2 separate regions of the Mus musculus genome follow, and region 1 is linked to region 2. Evidence: chromatin contacts called from public HiChIP or PLAC-seq data. All regions are on one chromosome and are shown on one strand. Each heading gives the region's core, a stretch centred on a gene start, on an enhancer-like site or on the middle of the called end of the contact. The rest is flanking DNA. Distances are from core to core; before and after follow the strand shown.

Region 1 (2,739 bases), core at 203-2,702, 1.1 Mb before region 2:
TTTCCACCTGGCTTTAAAATGTTAAAGACTTTAAAACTCGAAGTGCTGTACTTCATTTAAATGTCTATAAATTCTACAGTCATCAACTTCTGCACCAGCAGTAAAGTTTAATCTGATTTATACAGCCTGTTACTGTAATCTTCTTACTCACCTGACTAACCAAAATGCATTTAAACATTTTATTGAGCAGACTCCTTTTTATAGGAATTTTAATCTCTAAAATATTGTGCTTGCTGCTTTTCCTGCTTGGGGAGTAAACTGAGGTAACAAAACTGTATGGCTTTATTTTTCCATCCTAGTCTAGAAAAAAGTAACCAGAGTTTCACCAGGTCAAGTAGCTAGGTTCGCAGCAAACTGTAATCGCTCTGTGAAAATAAGGGTTTGTGCTCCAGCATATTCAAGGGATCAGAAGAGAATTTCAAGCACCAGTTTCAAAATGCTAATCAATATCGTCCAGAGAACTGATTCCTCCTCTTGGGCTGCCTCTTCTGGAGCGTAAGCCTGCTGCTGACTGGCTCCTGTTGGGTCAGTGAAATAGGCAGCCTCTCCGAATGGGTACTGATCCACAGTTCTGTCATAGTATACCCTCATCTCAAAGTCGCTCTCATGGTGAGAGGGGTGTCCATAAATTCCTATCCCGACCGGTCGCTGGAAGTGTGCCGGTATAGAGACCACATCCTGGCCGCAAGTGACAGACTGCAGCTCATAGTCGTCGAAGCTCGGGTGCGGAGTGCTGTCCGACACGTACAGGTCCGCATCCCCTCTCAGGCTCTGCATCCTGAGAATAATTTTACCCTCATGGTTCAACCGCAAGTAGCTGTAATTCCCGGCTCCTATTTGGCCCTGGACCACGTGCAGAAGGAGCCACTCCTCCGGGACGTCGTCGTCTTCCAAACATTTTACCAGGGTCACCACCTGGGACGCCAGGATCATCAACAGGGCGCGCCTCCAGGGAGTAGCCATCGCTGGGGCACTCAACTCGGGGACTCCCTCATCTGCAGTCGCTGTGCTGGGAAGGTACGGGTGACAGGCGTGACCCGAGGTGCTCGTCCACGCAGACCAAGATTCGTGCACCTGGGTCCCGGGAACCGACGGTGGGGAAGGGGAAGGAGAGAAGGGATAAAGAGTAGGGAACAGCAGAGAGGGAGGAGCAGAGGAGGCGGGTGGGAAGAGGGAAGCGGTAAGAGGGACCTTAGGACAGGCCCCTGGGGGCGCAGGTGTCTGGAGAATAGCGAGGTCGCCAACCCCGAACTCACCGCCACGCCCCGCAGGCCACGCAGCACCCGCAGCACCCGGGCTCAGCCTGGAACTCGCCCCAGCTGGCGGAAAAGAGGCCGCGCCCGGAAGTGTGGTACTCCGGAAGCGAGGGCTTTTGGGAACCAACTCCGGCCTAAGGGACCGGAAGTGAGGTAACGCCAGGCTCTCGCGAGAATAGAGCAGCTTTCCCCCGTAACCATAGCGACGCGGCTGGCGTGGTCGGTGAGTTCCGGGGAAAGTGGGCTGGACGGTCGGTGAGGCTGCCAGGGATTGCAGCTTGCGACAAGCTCCCTTGAGGGGATGACTGGGAAGCCTGCTCCCGGATGGCGGAGGGCCGAGCCGCGCCCGGTCCAGCCTTCTCCTCCCGCGCCCCCAGAGCCGCGCGTGAGTGGCCTCCCTAAGCCCTGCAGCACAAGCCCCTGAGTGCGGGCAGCACCGGGAGGGACACTTTTGGATTTGTCTTAAACCATGACAGAAGGGAAATATAAATTTCAACATGAGAACTACTAGTAAGAAATGATTCCTCCCCCCCCCCCAAGCCCACAATTGCCATCACCCCACCCCCCACATTTTTTTGGGAAGTAATTTAGTAATTAGAAAACTTAGTGTACATTTAATCAAGTTTAGTGGCGAGTTCTTTAGCCTTTGCTTTTTCCAGCTTGGCAACGCGAGCCACAGACTTAGGGCCCAGCACGTTGCCTCCTCAGTGGCGACGGATCTCGTTATATCTGTGATTACAATTGATCCTAATAGCTTCCACCAGCTTAGCCAGAGCACCCTTGTCTTCCGGGTTAACCTATGTGAAGGCAACAGTGGTGCATTTCTTCCTGTGGACCAGGCGCCCCAACCTGGGCAGGACAAGCAGGAAAACCACCAGCTCAATGGGGTCTACATCATGGGCAATCACCACCAGCTGAGCCTTCTTGTTCTCCACCAAGGTGGTGACTATATTGACTCCTGCTCAATGGACAGGTGGTCTCTTAGTTGGGACGTCGCCTTTGCCAGCAGCTTTCTTCTCAGCAGGGGCCAGTAGCCTTTGCTTCTTTTGCGTTGTCTCTGGCCTGTACTTGTGGGCAAGCTGTTTGCCTGTCCAGGGCCTGGGTGAACTGGTTAATGGCAGGAGGGACTTTGAGCCGCTTGTAGAGGATGGCTCTTTGCCGCTGCAGCATGATGTAGCGGGGCCATTTGATGAAGCGTGTAAGATCTCTTTTGGGCTGGATGTCCTTCCCAAATGGCGAAATTCGTGGGCCTTTTCTCAAACTAAGGATTGACCACTTTTTTGGCCTCCTGGTCCTTGACACCGGCGATGCTCAGGGTCACCTTCTTCCCTTGGCTGTCTTTCCTTTAGGCATCTTGCTTGGCTGGAGGAGAAAGCATGCACACAGTTCTTAAGACTAGATTTCATGTCTGGAGACTTTTCCTGGTTTATAAATGGGTGGAAAGGCAAGAAGTTCTTTGTCTCATTTTACAAGAACACCAATC
Region 2 (2,728 bases), core at 62-2,561:
TTTGAGAAACCTTAGGTATCATACATAGTTTCAAGATCATCAATACTCTACTTGGAGATCATAATATAACAACAAAACACATACAGTCATGTGCATGAAACCTTACTTGGATATTACTGGAAGTAGCACAACTGAGTATATATACTTTTGTACCAACAATAAAATTAAGTTCCCTTAATAACTTTGAGATATTATATCATATAATAATGTATTATTAAAAGAAATTTCAGTATATTAAGATAAGTTTTTCAAAGTAATAATCTGGAAGATGTGCAAACCATCCATATTTCCTCTATTAGCTAGCATTTTAGTTTACAGTTTTCACTGGTGAGACTGGCTCCCTTTTTTCTCCCTACAGTAGGGAGTAGGGACAGGAAGGCAGTCATCAGTTATGCAGTATGTTACTGTTTCACAGGAATAGAACCTGTGTTTTGTGTGTATGTTTATATATATAAAATTATGTGTCTTATAAAGTAGTATGTATATACATTTATAACAATAGAAATTATACTATATATATTATAATTATAAAACAGTATATGTTATCATACATATACAAATATATATAAAAATTTGAAAACAGCGTAACATTTTATTAGTATATGTTAACTGAGTAGTGACAGATGTGGCTGTGGCATTTGTCTGCATGTCATGCAGACTCTGAACAGCTAGAAACTAAGAAAGACTGAGTGCTTCTCCATGTAAAGCTCTTTTACCCTAAGATGAAGGATGAAGGTTGTCCAGTATGTTGCCAGTCTCCTCCTGTGTCTGTCTATACTCCCTCCCGTGTACCATACTGCAAGTCTCTTACCAGCCCTGGGCTCTCAACTGTAAGGCCACTTGGTACTGTCAACACTTAACAACAGCCACAAAACCACATCTTGAATAGCTGGCAGTGCCAAAGGAAATAAAAGAAAGGTAAATAAAGAAGGAAACTGGAAGTCTGGAGGCAATAGGGAGATGGGGGGAATCAAGCCAGATGGAAAGTTACTAAATTGCAATCCAATATAAAAATCTAACTGGAGGAGATAGTAGAAGAACACATGTGTTATGAAATGTGTTAAAGGGTTAAACAGGGGCAGGGTGAGGAAATGGGGGAGAGAAAGGTATGTGTTAATCAAAACTCGGGATTATGAAAGGTCTTATGGAAACCCACAGGTAAGAAAGCTAACTTCTACATGTAACAGTGATGATGACCATAAAGGGGTTTGAACAGAGGTTTTCTGCATGATGCATTAGGCCATCCCTAGACAACATGGGTAAATAAAAGTGCAGGGCAGGCATGGGAGAAATTTCCACAGCAGGAGGGTCCAGAAGTCTCCAGAATGACACAGGCTATTGGCATTGCTCTTAGTCATCACCATAACGACAAAAGTCAGATGCAACGACTACAACTACCAAACTTTGCTTACAGGATAAAAATTAATCTCAAACCAAAGGAAGAAATTTCTTCCCTGTTCATAGTGTCAGAGAGTACAATACAGGCTGCTTGCTGGGGGAGAAACCACGCCTATGGTCTTATTTAGTGCTGGACTCTGGCTTGCTAGAATACAGACTTGCCAAAAAAGATGTGCCAAATGCAGCAACAGTGACATGCCTGTGACTGAGGTAACTAAGTACTTTCTGACTATATCTGCAATCTGCTCCACAGGAGGAAATTTAGTGACTCGTCAGAAGCCCATTGCTGAGAGTTCATAGAGATCCTACTTGAGAACCTCCTGTTATTTTACTAGATGGCTGTGACCTCCGTTTCCCTTCCAAGCACGTGCTTATTATACCCAGAGACTTGTTATCCCGATCTTGGTCCAAGAAGTTTCTTCATGCAGTGGTCAGCAGTCGGTGAAAACACTCACAATTGGTCAAGTGCTGAGGGTAAGTGATGGAGGACTGCTCAGTCCCAAATGGTACATCTTTCTCAAACCTTGTAGAAAGGGCTGGAGGATGGGGAGAAGTGCTGCGAAATGCTGCTCCAGATGTGACACAGCCATCACATTGTGAAGTCTGGGCATGACATGGCCACCACATCTGTGGCGTCTGGATGTGACACTACCATCACATCCATGATGTATAGATGGACATGACCATCGCACCCATGATGTCTGAATGATACAAGGCCATCACATCCACACAGAGCAGCTGCAGTTACCTGAGCCAGATGAAGCCAGATACAATTCCAGCATGGATGGGAGAAAAGCTTATAAGCCCCTGCCCCTAATGAGGAGCTGCAGTTAACAGCAGCTAATAGAAAATCATTCTTCTTTAAGGGTATGGCCAATGGTAGGTTTCCCATTCTCCAGTGAATGGCTGCACACACTGTATGCATATATGAGTAGCACTAATAGGGCTTAATGTGATACACACACACACACACACACACACATGCACACACACACACACATGCACATATACACACACAAACATATACATGGGGTTGTATGGTGGTGCAGGCTTTTTATCCTAGCACCTAGGAAACAGATGCACGTGGACCTCTGTGAGTTCTAGGCTAATCTGATTTACATAGCAAGTCAGACCAGTGCTAGAGAGGGGGCATTCTGACAGGAATCTATTAGAAGTTGGAGGAGAGAAGTAAGGGAGGATGTGACTATATTTTACTGTATACATGTATAAATATTTAAATAAGTTAGAAAAATATACAAAGTACCTGAGTGGAACAAAAAAAAAAAAAAGCACACTCACTAACTTTTTGAACTTTGTCAAGTAACTTGGC

The links. HiChIP or PLAC-seq counts read pairs in DNA pulled down with a chosen protein or histone mark.
Region 1: a contact with region 2 is called in a FOXA1 HiChIP or PLAC-seq map of pancreatic cancer cells. The contact joins the promoter of Wdr27 here to the enhancer-like site in region 2. A contact is called at or near these places in 7 of 39 promoter capture datasets (3T3-L1-derived adipocytes, embryonic stem cells, hippocampal neurons and 2 more) and 1 of 115 datasets of contacts at active chromatin or transcription factors (pancreatic cancer cells).

The regions. Positions count from the first base shown.
Region 1 is chr17:14,941,837-14,944,575 of GRCm38.p6, reverse strand. It overlaps Wdr27 (WD repeat domain 27), which reads left to right and starts at 1,452. Exons shown (of 25, transcript NM_175173.3): 1 at 1,452-1,479. 1600012H06Rik (RIKEN cDNA 1600012H06 gene) reads right to left here and starts at 1,392. Exons shown (of 2, transcript NM_026451.2): 1 at 1,257-1,392; 2 at 1-1,009. The coding sequence starts at 963. The coding sequence ends at 406.
Region 2 is chr17:13,878,049-13,880,776 of GRCm38.p6, reverse strand. All of the region lies in intron 22 of Afdn (afadin, adherens junction formation factor), which reads right to left. Among named protein-coding and RNA genes, the nearest start is that of Gm7168, 69 kb to the left of the region's middle. Within about 2 kb of position 1,311, at least 12 of the 459 cell types and tissues checked have an H3K27ac peak or open chromatin away from gene starts, as enhancers often do. A contact at or near this core is called in pancreatic cancer cells, where this site is marked.